2 separate regions of the Zea mays genome follow, and region 2 is linked to region 1. A link is a contact called in public Hi-C data. All regions are on one chromosome and are shown on one strand. The core of a region is the stretch at or near the end of the contact, and the rest is flanking DNA. Distances in the headings are between cores, read along the strand shown. Region 1 holds the start of LOC103629727 (transcription factor bHLH48). Region 2 holds the start of LOC100276631 (glycine-rich protein 2).

Region 1 (6,979 bases), core at 2,440-4,939:
AACATTTGACTCTAGAGTAAAGAAGCTCTAGGAAATGGAAACCTCATAAATCAGACACATTTTTCCATTTCTTTATGTATAACTAACTTTCTACATGCACACGTACATGTTGCAGTGGTTTGGCTGCTTACAACAGCTGGGTAGCTGTTCCCAACTGCTCCCTCCGTCCCAAATTTATCAAAAAGGAATAAAACTCTTGTTCCTAACGAGTCAAATAATTTTAAATTTAACTAAATATATATATAAACATACTAGTATTTATGACACATAATAAGTATCATTAGACTAAGGCACTAAGCATTGTAGATTTTCAAAATAAATATATATTTGAAAAAGTAAAATGTTGATATTTTTTCACACTTGAGATTTTTGTTACTCCTCCAGAAACTGTATATATATATATATATATTCTTGTTGGAATGGAAGAAGCAGGCTATAACTAGACAGAACAGCACCCAACTTGGCTAGATCTGAAAAAAACAGCAGCATATTTGAGTATGCATGAGGTATCCTGCTAGTTTTAACAGAAGTTCCGCCGAAACCAAGCTATTCAAGCAGAAAAAACTTCAAAAGTTCATATGGTTTTTCATTAATCAAGCACTCTGCTCCAGGAGAAAGCTTTCCTTAAAAATGTGTCTGTAAATCAATGAGGCCCAACTTGTAGAAAGCTGACAAAAAGGATAGCAGCATAAGTACCTCCGTGGTCAGAAAGCTATCTAGCCCACCAAAATCGCCCCTCGGGTTTACAGTTGCAAGCCTCATTGACAAGTACTGGACCAACCACATCGGTAGAACAGTAGTGAGATTAGCAGAAAGATAATGCGTGCTATGTTGGCTAGAAACGAAAAGGGCTTTTCAGATTTTTCAGGTTGTGCAAGGGATATCAACAGTTACCTCAACTTGCCTTTGGAGAGACTGAACATGATTGATGATCTCATCTAGCACCAACGCTGTTCCTGATACCTGATAGGGCCCAAAAAAAACAACATGCATTAATTAACTAATTCATTTTCCTCGGTTCTTCCATTATCATTTTTAGATTGTAAGGAAAGCAAAATCAAATGGAGAACTGCCTAGACTAGAGTTTCATTCCAAGATATTTAAAGTAACATTATTTCACAAGAACAATTGAGGAGAGGAGAGGAGGGGAGAGGCGTAGCACGCAGCCTAATAGCGTCATCATAAAGATCAATTCGTTTATCAAAAAGAAGAATACCAATTCATGCGTGAATAGCAATCAGTGACAAGCTTGACTGCAGAACATTGTTCATTGCTTCGTGACAGTGAATTGCTGTGCAACTTTGTAGCCGGTCCAGCAACGACAGTAGCTGGAATATGGCAACCCCTGCGCCTTTGTTGAAGGAAACACGAAACCTCACATGGAATTGACCTACAGCACCACTCCAGAGTCCATACCAACAGCTGTTGCTGTTGCTGTCCTTGCAGTGAAACTAATGGTCAAACCATCGCAGTAGCAATGGCACACACCAACCATTCCCCCCATAAACTCCACGCACCAGCAAAAACCAGCAATCGGCCACTCCTCCCCAATGGTGGCCTATGCTGCCACCACCTCCATAATCCAACACCCAAAGATGCCGACCCATAATCCAAATCATTATTGCGAGCGCAGCGCAAAGGAGGATAGCAACATTCCATCAAGATAGGAGGATGGAAGCTGCCATGGCGTAGACCAAGCCCGTCCCAGTCCCACCCCCCATTAAGCTACCCGCCCCGGGACCTTTCAAAGCGGCTGCTACATTCCGCCCAGACAATCACGCCCAATACCCGGTTAGGTATGCCTGCCGGATCACGATGCCTCCCCCCTGTCTATCACCCACAAGGGAGCCGGCCACTATACCCCCTCCATTCCCATCCCACCCCCGTCGTGCAAACCGACCCATAAGGACGTGTCGGGCGCACGATGCCAGAATAACCAGGCACCGCAACGTTCTGGAACGCACTGCATTTAAGGTCTTCCCCGCGTGATATACGGTGGTTTGTTTTCGCAACCAGCGAGGCAAGCAGGCGGAGTAATGGAGTATGCCGCACGGCCACGGCAGCGTCTAGCTAGCAAGCATCTTCGACTGCAATGCGTTGCACAGTTACAGGGCGCCGAGGCCGAGCAAAGGGAGGACCATTCGGAGATGGCCTCTCAGAAGCAGTAAAAAGACCACCGACGGCAGGAAAAGCAATGTAGTTGGACGCGTAGGAGAACCGGAATTTTTACATGACACTAGGTCACATATTGCGTAGTTTAGGCTTCCATCCAAAAGGCGATGCAAATTGAAGGTGGGGCATGCGAAATGCATACATAGGAGAGAAAATGCAGGCACACGGACCTTACTGCAGCCGGGGACCAGCTCCTTGAGCAGCTCCATCCTCGCATTGATCTTCTCGCGTCTCGCCTGATGAGTGGTTTTTTTTTATAAAAAAGACAGAAAAGGATAATCAGCTTTTTGGCGAGACTGGAGAAGAACGAATAATTAAGTAATTAGCGGCGAAAGCGACCCCCCAAAAAGGATCTAGCGGCGACGTTCGTCACCACGTCCTAATAACCCAATCATTGGCATAAACCCTCGCGGCAGACCGAATCTGACCCTCCCATGAGGCTGGCTAAGAGCTCAGCGAGGCGCGCGATTAGCGGAGCGGCGCGGCGAAGCGAGCTCACCCGCTCGGCGAGGCTGTGGCTGTCCGTGGCCTGGCCCCGCCTGGCCCGCACGTGCACGTACGCCGGCTTCTCGTCCTCGCCGCCGGCGGCCGCGGGCTTCTCCTCCGCCGTCTTCCCCTTCTTCGCCGCCTTCCCCTGCGGACACGGAGCAATCAGAACCTAAGCTCCGGCGAGGTGCGCGCGGAAATGCAGACGCGTGATGTGGCAGTCCACCTTGGAGGCGCGGTCGACGGGGTCGGCCTTGCGCTTGCCGGCGACGGCGGCGGGAGGGGGCGGTGGAGGCTGCTGCGTTGGGGATGGGGAGGGCGGCGACGGGGGCGCGAACGTGGAGAAGCGCCCGGCGCGGTCCACGAGGTGCGGGTCGGAGGGGAAGGTGGGCGTGGGCGCGGGCGCTGCGGCTGGGGCTAGGGCTAGGGCGGGCGGCGTCGTGCGGGGGAGGAGCAGCTCCATGGCCTGCGGAGTGGGGAGTCCCAGCAGCGCCGTGAAGGAGCCTCCGCCCCCGCGGGCGCCCGCGGCGTTGCCGTTGGCGGGGGCCAGCGCCGCCTGGATCTCGCGCCCGGCGGCGGGGAGCTCCTGCGGTGGCGAGGCGTGGCGCATTGGCGCGGCGGAGGCGTCCGGGACGAGAGAGACGGCGGGAGGAGGACACGGGACTGGAGCGGAGGTGGAGGCAGGGGAAGGGGAGGATGGTCCCGTTATTTATAGTGGGGGTGGGGCGGCGCTGAGGCGAGAGGTGGTGTGCCGCACGCGCGTGAGCTGCTCCTGCGTTCGCACTCGCACGCTCCCCGGCCCTGGCTCCGGTTCCGGCTCCGCAGGGCTGGGGTCAAGGAAGGAGAAGATGGGAGAGGAGAGGAAGCCAGGAGCCAAGGCCAACACAGGAGGGTGGACCGGTGGAGGGGTGGTTGGTTTTTGTTACCGGAGGGCTACTGCTATGCTGCTACCCTTTTTACCGGGTGGGGCCCAATCCTAGCTCTCCCATACGTGGACCAAGGACTGTGGCGTGCGGTGGGAGGGGCCGAGACCGAGAGGGTGGGCACCGCACTGGGCAGTGGGCAGTACTGGCGGTGAAACTCTGTTGCTGTTGACCTTTACCATTTCCGGCAGTGCGTGTGGTGGACCGGTCCGGACCGTGCGGGTTGCTAGCGTAGCGAAGTCGCTCTGGAAAGCAGAGGCTTCCAGGCCAGTACAAACAACTCATCAAAAGCCAGGTCGGACCAGTCAAAAGCCGTCCGCTTCATAGGGGCTTGTTCTGTTTAAAATGAATTGTTCAGTTTAAAATGAATTGGGGAGTATTGGAAAACTTAAATCTCATTCTATATAAATTTGTATATGAGATTTAATTCTCTCAAATCCTCTCAATCTACTTCTAACAGAATAAACCCTTAGACCACGTTCAACGGGCCAACGTCCAAACCAGGTCAGGATCGAAAGCAGCCCAGTATCAAGTGATACATGTGTTGTCACTAATTCCTAGTCACTAGCCCAGGAACCAACCCGGGAGGTAGCTCACTAGGACTCGTTCCATACCAAAAATTGAGTGAGGGCTCGTTCGGTAGACATGGAATGGAGAACCGGAATTGTTTCTACCCAGATTGTTTCTCTAATTTGTATAAGTTTTATCAACATGAACAATCCTTGGTGCATTCCAGTAGAAACGAACAGGCCCTGAAGAGAATTCAAATCAGGTGAGTCTGTTTTTGGTCTAGATTAAAACGAACGGATCTATCAGACTGGACCGAATTCTAAGCCAGATTGATTCATCCAGCCCGGAAAGAGACAGGGAATAAGAGAGGGAATAGACCGTTCCGTTCGAAACTAACGACGCCTTAATCGGATCCCCTGATGTCGAAGTCACTTGACATCTGATCCCACGCAGCAGTGACCACGCGCGACGTCGGAGAATCCTAAGCCGGTAAATGGTGCAGCGGAGGTTGGAAATTCTTTTTATCTAATCTCAGAAGGTCTTCGGATTTGATTTTTTTTTCTTCTATATGTCACGTCGACCAGTGAATTTTGCATTTTGGGATGTTGGTGATAATTTTTCCCGACTCAAGTAGTGTCAATCCATAATATTTAGGATACAAAATTCCGTTCCGACGGAAAACAGAATGTTCTAGAAGACCCGTAAAGTTATTTTTTGTGGTGGATGGTGGACAACATAAATAATCTCAATATTTAGGGCTCGTTTAGTTCTTTTAATCAAGGGACTAAAATTTAGTCCCTACATATTATGGTCTAGAGACTAAAAATATTTAAAAAGTATTAAATAAATCATAAGAGGAACAAAATATCCCTTAGTATTCTCCTTTCATTAGTGTAACTGAAATAAAGGAGGACAAAAGGTAGATGTTGTACACCAAATGTGGCGAGGGTGCGGCCCTAGGGGGCCGGAAGGTCCACGTCCCAAGGTCAGATTAACTCGGGCGATTATACTTTATCTCGTGCGTGGTTATCCATATAATCACGTGGAATTTATTAGCTATTGCCTAGGAACAGGTTCAGACCCCCCTATATATGAATGGGTACGACCGATTAAAAAGCCTCGAACACATTCTAATCAAATAAATTACTTTCTTTATTATTCCTATCCTAAGAGTAGATGTAGCGTAGTTCTAGTTATATCTTTCTACATATCCACTCCACCCATATTGGACTCTGTGTCGTCTAAATCTGTTTTAGGTGTCCTGCTGATCCCAAGACAACCATAAGATCTAGTTGTTCATTCAAGATACACTACGTCGAGTGTCTATTAATTCAGATGACTCCACATCGTCTGAGGATGCGCCGGGTGACAAGTCGACCTGGAGCACCCTAAGATCTCTCCCTAGAGATCGAGATCTAGATTCCAGCGATGAAGACGACCCCGTGCCATCGCGGACCGTCCGTGCCGCCGCAGATGGCACCACCAGACGTCACACCCCTAGTGATTGGTGCTACCCAGATTGCCGGCAACAATATAATTAATATGATTTAGTACCTTTTAGTCAAGTACTAGAGACTAAAACAGTTTAGTACCACCGTTTACCAATTTAGAGACTAAATAAAACTAAAATGGATAGACTATTCTTTAGTCTCTCAAATCAACCTTACTAATCCGCTCGATCATGAGAACAACGACAGAATTACTCCTCCTATTTGTGCTGCAGGCCTGTATCTGTTAAGTTATTACGAGATGCATTTGGTGTTGCCAATTTATAATTTTTTTTTATAAATAGAAATGCAGTTATTCTAATACTTTGGCACTTTTTTCTGATTATCTTGACAGAACGAAGACATCACATGACAATGTTCGGTTTACTATGTCTCGCCCAATGATTACATTCTCGTGTGCGATTTCCAAAAACCGTTTTGTTGGTCAAAGTTTGACCTCTATATTTTTAAAATTTGAAAACCGGAATACATCAGGTATACAGCGGGAACGAGAAAAAAATGCCAGATTTCACCTGTTCTCGTTCGGTAAGGTAATCTTTGGTCTCACCTCTGTATCACATGGTTGTAAGAGCATCTTCAACAATATAACATATAAAAATATCTTATAATTTAAAAATGAGTATATTTTATATAATTTAAGACATTAATAAAATATTATATTACAACAGTAAAAATTTAAATCTAGATTATATAACAACTCACTATGATGTAGTATATTTGAGACACATGAGAGTGTTTATAATTTTTTGATCAAATTTTAACACTATTGGAGTATTTTTTTCTACGTAGAGTTCTATATTTTAATTTGAGACACTAGTTTAAAGTATTATTGAAGATTCTTTAATACTGTTATAGAACTAGAATCCACTACCGATCAACTACTTCCAGTGGTTTACAAATCAACGGCGATAACCCTTCACCACTGGCATTGTGAAGCTAGAGTAAATCAAAGAAGGGCGTAAAACTATAAATACTTTGAGGGTGCATAGTAATATATGTATGTGGTGTATATATATATATATATATATATATATATATATATATATATATATAGTGAAAATCTAGTCTTTTTCACAAGTTTTGTAATTTCTCGTTGGGTCATATGTACCCACTGCTAACTATCTAGCTTCGTCCTTGACCACTGGTTTTAATTTGAAAATCCAAAAATATATTTTTTATTATTAGTATCTTAAACCAAGAACCTAGAGAGATTAACATGGAACACATATAGACCCGAGTTTGAATTTTCGACCATACTTTTACACACCCCACAATCGTCCTGGTTGTGTACTATGTCCACGACACCGAGGAAGCAGGCTCCAACGTCTTAGGACGAGTGACAAAATCTCGAGTCGAGCACGTGTGGCGGGACGGGACGCC
Region 2 (6,989 bases), core at 2,263-4,762, 150 kb before region 1:
TGGGGAAGAGAGATGACTTGTTGAAGGCCGAGGTAGCTAGTCCTTCATCATTGGAGTTGGATGAAGAACAGTCGGAGTCCCACTCTTTTCCAATGTGCGCCTCACCCTTTGCTTTTCTATAGTTCTTATTCCTTTCCTTCTTCCCATACTTTTCTTGTGCCTGGTCATTGTTATTATCGGTACATTGTCAATTGAGCACCTAGAGGGGGTGAATAGGTGATCCTGTAAAAACAAACACTAAATAGCCCAAACTTGGTTATGGAATGTTAGTAAGATTAAAACCAAGTTGCTATAGCGAGAACTCTTCACTTGATTGTTCCTCTCGAATGAGTATTGAACTTTGGAACAATCACACAAATGATTAAGCAAGAACTTTAGAAGAGAAACTAATCACAATGAAAAGAGACACAAGAGACACGGTGATTTTATCCCGTGGTTCGGCCAAGTAGAACACTTGCCTACTTCCACGTTGTGGTGTTCCAATGGACGAGGGTTGCACTAAACCCCTTTCAAGTGATCCAATGGTCCACTTGAATACCATGGTTTTCTTCCTTATAGTCGTTTCCCGTTTGTGAGGAATCTCCACAAGTTGGAGCCTCTCACCCTTACAATGTTGATCACAGCAAAAAGCATAAGAGTAATGGAGGGAAATAAACACACGCAAGAGCTAGAATCGCAGCAATGACACGCACACAAGTCAAGAAGAGAGCACACAAGAACAGTGCAACAAGTTCACAACACAGCTAGTGCTCAAATCTCAGTCACGATGATCTGAATGCGTGTTTGCGGAGTCTAGGCGTCTTAGGATGTTCAATGGAGGCTTGGTATGTTGCTCCATGCGCCTAGAGGTCCCTTTTATAGCCCCAAGGCAGCTAGGAGCCATTGGATCTCTATTTGGTAGACAATTCTTGCCTTCTGCCAGTTGGCGCACCGGACAGTCCGGTGCACCACCGGACATGAACAGTGCCTATTTTTTTTCCTCTTCTGGCGAAGCCGACCGTTGAGCCTTCGGCCCCCTTGGCGCACCGGACACTGTCCGGTGCACATTGGACAGTCCAGTGCGGCCTGGTGACTGTTGGTTTGGTCCACGTGTCGCCCGTTGATTTCGCTGCCGACAGTTGGTGCGGGCGCTGATGGCTCACCGGACAGTCCGGTGATTTTTAGCCACGGCGCCTTCACCGATTCCCGAGAGCAGCGAGTTCGCTGCTGAACCAGCCTGTGTGTCCGATGCACCGAAGGCTGGTGCAAGTTTGGCTGGACTTAGCCAAACCTTCTCCAATCCAATTTCTTTTGATTAAACAAGGTTCCTAACACTTAGAGAATACCTTGATTCTTTGATTTGCATCTCTCTTTAGCACTTGGCACATATGAACTAAAATATTATGTGTTGGGCATCTAATCACCAAAACATTTATAGAAATGGCCTAAGGGCATATTTCCCTTTCAACCACAATTCTTCTATAACCTATTTAGTGCCATGTAATTGTATAGGATGATGAAAATATTATTCAAAACAAATATAATGACATATGTGAGGCCATGCGGTGGCGGCCATGCGAGGCTCGAGTGCAGGCGGTGGCCGCGCAAAGCACGAGCGGTGGTGGCGGTTTTATTGAGACTTGAACCAGCGGGCAGCGGCTGCGCGATGCACGAGCGACGACGGGCGCGGCTGCAGGATACATATGTGGCGGAAGCGGACGATCCAGTGAGGATTTACGCTATATCTGTCACTATTTTATGCTCAAAACTGATATTTTTATGCTCAAACCAGAAGTGTGTTCACTAGTATACCGCACGGCATATTTTTCACTCAAACCTAGGAGCAATCACTACTCTGAGAAGGACATTCGATCTAAAGATCATTCAATAGACTCACTGTAGTTGAATATGTGTTCAAACACATGAAGGCCACATGCATCTGTCCAGAGACCCCAACATCCCAAAAAAGATTGCAATCCTTGTATTTCAATAAGTGAAACAATTTTAATTGTGATCAAATTTATATAAAAGGTATTAGCGTCTATGGTACTAAATAAATATTGTTAGAGTAATTATTATAGAATTTTTCTTATAGTAAACCTTTTACTAGAGACATAAACATTTGGATTGTTTCCTATAAACTTGACCAAATTTTTAGAAAGGTTGGTTTATTCTAACCCTATTATTCGAAAATGTTTATAACAACAAATGGTCACATTAATATAATATATATATATATGTGTGTGTGTATATATATATATATATATATATATATATATATATATATATATATATATATATATATATATATATATATATATATATATATATATATATATATATATATATATATGCTGTACCTAACAGTACTACCTTTGGTTTCATAAATCTATGTTGTTTTGTACACATTAGGTTAAACTTTTAAAAAGTTTGACTTAAAGATAATTCTAAGTATTGATTCATTCAGATCCAGATGGAGTGTTTTTTCCAGATGTGGAGGAAGTACTATTTCATTTTGAAACCTTTGAAAAAAAAAGAACTTTAGTGCAGGATGGTGACCTTCTCTCCGGTGGATCGTGTATATGGCAAGCAATTTAAAACACTATTTTGCACTCCGAAGAACGAACGAGAAAAGGTCATGCCATATGCTTCCAGGCCGGCTTCGAGCTTTTATTGGGCCAGCCCAAGAGAGATGGGGCGAGGACCAAGAAGGAATTCAGACGATTACACGAAATATGCAATGGAATTGCAATGCAAGCACCGAGGGAGACGTAGTTACGTTTTTAACCACATAAAAAGGAAATCATATATATTCCGTCAATATAATGGTAGTAACAGTTTGAGGACTGGACACATTGCATTTCAAACGAATGATTTTAAAAGGAAATATCATATATATTCCATCACAAGATTACAGAACGACTTGACGCGAACACATGAATTTTAAATAGTAATGTCTACGTAATAATAATAATTAAATAACACAACCCGTTACCATGCATGCATAGATATTCATAGCAGACCAGTAGTACTATATGGGAACAGCGTTGCAAGTGACGTCGTCCATGCATGCATAGATGTTCAACAGTCCATGCATGCCAATGCCATGCGCGCGTCCGTCCGTCCGTCCGCTTAGTGCAGGTAGTAGGCGAGGAGGGAGAAGAGGAGCGCGGCGGGCGCGGCGGCGAGGGCGGGCGCGGCGCCGCTGGCGGAGGGCCCCGCGGCGGTGCCGGTGCCGGCGCCGGCGCCGGCGGCGCCAGCGGGGGCTTCGGCGGACGCCGACGACTCGGAGGCGGCTGGGGCGCCGGCGGCGGCGGCCTCGGTGGAGGCCAGCACTGCGGTGGCCGAGACGGCGACTACGAGGAGCGCGGCGATGAGGATCCTCTTGATCATCTCCATCTTTCTCTCGGGTTGGCGCGGTGGTACGTCGGCGGTCGGCTTGCCTGAGGGCTGAGGTCTCTCGGTTTTATTTGGATGTGCTGGCTTTTATTGGAGGCTGCTGGTTCACCTCTCGGTTTGCTTCTGCTGCTGTTTGGAGGAGGGGAGGACGGAGGGTTTTATACCCAGAGGGAGGCTGGGTGCGTGTGGTTGCGAGTGTAATCAGCGGCTAACTATTTATAGACTGTGATTAATTTAGAGATAGCTGTTAATTTAGAGCCAAGCAATTAGTATATGCATGTCCGAGGTGGAGCGGCACTTCCGCGACGATTATGGTCATTTTCGATCGATAGTTTCATCGCACTATTTTTAAGATTGTCACGTTAACATTTGTTTAATAAATAACAGTGTATACAGAGTTTCACTCTCTTCGTGTTAAATTGTATGTCACGTTATCATATTTACGAGCATCTCTAAGAAGCCGTTTGGTTCCTTTAGTCTAGGGACTAAAGTTTAGTTTCTACCATGTTTGGTTATAGGGACTAAAACTATTCAAAACACATTAAATGAATCATAAGATCAGAACTAAAATACCCTTTAACATTCTCCCGCCATTAGTACAACTGAAATAAAGAAGGGCAAAAAGTGAAATTTATATGGTTTAGTCCCTTTTAGTCACTCCTTGAGGGACTAGAGACTAAAACGGTTTAGTCCCTGTTTTAGTCCCACCGTTTGGTAATTTAGTTCCTAAATGTGACTATAATAGAGGGACTAATCTTTAGCCCATCAAACCAAACGACGCGTAAGAGACTATTCATTTTTAGCTTTCTATTTAACTATCTATTTACATTTTTATAAAGATTATACTATACATATATAGCATCTCAGTCCAACAGACTATCTATCTAGTTTGGCTAATCAGATAATTAGCCAAATTTGGCTAGTGACAGACAATTTGGAGGCTAGTCTATTGTAAAGTTATTTTGCTGTTTCACTTAAAAATAAAGTTATTTTGCTGTTGAGTAGCTAAAATTTGGTTTGTCGAGTCATTTAGCTAGTCACTTAGAGACGCCCTTATGTGGTATGTTTAGGGATGGGAACGGGGAATTCCCCATCGGGGAATAGCTCCCCTTCCCCGCGACAAAAAATTTATCCACGGTATCCCCATGAACGCTTGCGGGAAACATTTCTTTTTCATCCCCGTTCTCCGCGGGGATAAATCCCCAACGAGGATCCCCATCTCCATTTAAATTATAATTAAGACATATGTTCTTTGTTATTAATATTAAATATTATCACTTAGACACACATTGTTAGATGTAACAAATTATTATACATACATCAAAATAAACACATTTGTACAATTAGTGGTCTCTTGACAAGGTAATTATTTATTTTTGTCGTTAACTAGTATAAAAACATAGTCACGTGCATATTTAACGGGTCCCCACGGAGAATGGAGATTTAGAATGCTTCCTCGGCCTCATTCCCGTTTACCCGTCGGGGGGTAAATTTTTCCCGTTTATATCCCCGCGGGAGAAGTTTTTTCTCTATCCACTAATGGAGGAATTCCCCGCGAAGAATCAGAGATTGGGTCCCCATCGCCATCTCTAGGTATGTTATTCAATAAGAATGAAACTTAAAATTTCCACTGAGAATGGACTAAGAATGTGGTTCTACTCATTGGGAACGTATACCGTGCTGTACAGCTCCCGTTCTCATATGAACATATTAACCATTCCTCATCCAACCGTGGACGGATATTTTTCACTTTTCCGCTCTATATTTTTCACTTTTCCGCTCCCACCTCCACCTCCCTCCAGCATCTGTCTATTCTCTTGCAAAAAAACAAAACAAAAAAAAAAACCCTCCCGCCATACAGATCGAGCCTATCCCAACAAGGAGTTGACTGGTCTTCTTCTCCCTTTCGCGCTGGAAATGAAGTGTCCACGTCAAGGACACCCTGCAGCGAGCCTCCACTCCAGTCGCAATTCCTGTCGCCGTGAGGGAGAGCTGCCTCCTTCAGTCCTCCAGCCAAAACGGTGCAGTAGGGATGCCTCCTCGGCTCCTCCTCCAGCAAAAATTGTGTGGAAAGGCCTCTCCTACCAATCTAGTGCCGCCCTCCTCCTCTATCTGTTGTGCCACCATCGCCCGCCATTGCTGCATCGGCACTGAACGCCATTACTGCACCATCATCGCCCGCCTCTGCTGTGTCGGCCAAAAACAGGTGTACTGTGGGATGGAGACTCCTTGCGGCGCGGATAGCCAGGGAAACTATGCGATCGTCGTCGACCACAGGCAGATTGCTGATGGAGATGGTGGATATCGATTGATCATGCCTGAGATGGATAAGGGGGCACCACACTAGCCACGCAAGGGGACGACGACAGACACGTGCAAGCTATCTGTTATTAAGAATCTGTCATGTTTATATTAAATACTATGGCCAATAGTTTGTTAATGACCATCTCTGAACATTTCGTACACTGGGATTCAATTCAGATTACAAGCTTCAGTTTACAATCTTGAATTCAGCTTACAAGCTTCAATTCAGCTTCAGTTTACAATCTCCAGTTTACAGTCTTCAGTTTACAATCTTTAAAATAGTCATTATGCATGTAAGGAAAATAGTCTGTGGCCCATTCAACCATATGATTTTGATGTTTGATGATCAATATAATCTTATAGACTAATGTGTTTTCTAGTGTTTATGTTTATAGTTCACAAGATGCGGAGTGGTTTTGAACCAAGGTAATAAGGAGATAACCACTTCAAAGAAGACATTATAAATCATATTGAAGACCTTTATATATGCTAAGAGTCCAATACACCAAAAACTAGAAGTGGAATGCAAAGCCACAAACAAAAGTAAAGTTACAAAAAATGTATAGCTTTCTATTAGCTTTCAAAAAGTCCAAGATCATCAAAATCAGAGTTCAGAGCTAAGAGTTATGACCACAATACGAATTTAGGTGTGCTGAAAAAAATAGCAGCACAGGAGTGGACAGCACAAGCGGTCTGGTCCGCCAAATCTACTCAAATTGATATAGTTTCAACTCTGGGGTGTAGAGAATTTTATTAGTTTTCCAAAAAATCCAAGATTATCAAAATCGGAGTCCGGAGCTAAAAGTTAAATACGAGAAGCATCTTGTTCTGCGCAAGAGGTCCGATGCGCCACAGGACCGATACGACAAGTACGGAAGGTCCGGTGCGCCATTTTCAGAAGATCCAACGGCTACCTCTAACAGCTAGTACACGTGGAGGTCCGGTGCATAGATCCGATGCGCCACGGGAAGGTCCGCTGCGCCATAAAAAGCTACAACTTACTTTCTAATGGCTAATTTTGGTTTGGGGTCTATATATATCACACCACCCGACCATTTGGAGGTGTGGGAGAGCAAGCAACATACCAAGTGAGGTGAGGCACATCTCCATGGCTCCAAACACCTAGGTGCTTAATAAAACCACTCGGTGATTAGCGTAGATACTTTGCGAAGTGCTTAAGTTAGTTAGATTACTATTGTGTTTGCTCTAGGTTGTTCCTAGTAGATTGAGTGAGGTTAGAAAACCCCACAGAAACTCTCCGCCCTTGTGCGAGCCATTGTACTTGTACCAAATGGGGAAAGAGTCTT

The links. Hi-C and Micro-C count contacts between places; a contact is called where the count stands out from the background.
Region 2: a contact with region 1 is called in a Hi-C map of leaf, with 3 times the contacts expected there. The contact joins the promoter of LOC100276631 here to the promoter of LOC103629727 in region 1. A contact is called at or near these places in 6 of 25 Hi-C or Micro-C datasets (ear, leaf and tassel).

What each region holds. Positions count from the first base shown.
Region 1 is chr6:108,529,976-108,536,954 of Zm-B73-REFERENCE-NAM-5.0, reverse strand. LOC103629727 (transcription factor bHLH48) reads right to left here and starts at 3,689. Exons shown (of 7, transcript XR_004850241.1): 1 at 2,885-3,689; 2 at 2,672-2,806; 3 at 1,217-2,408; 4 at 895-963; 5 at 697-771.
Region 2 is chr6:108,675,161-108,682,149 of Zm-B73-REFERENCE-NAM-5.0, reverse strand. It overlaps LOC100276631 (glycine-rich protein 2), which reads right to left and starts at 3,512. Exons shown (of 1, transcript XM_008650847.2): 1 at 2,840-3,512. The coding sequence starts at 3,378. The coding sequence ends at 3,112.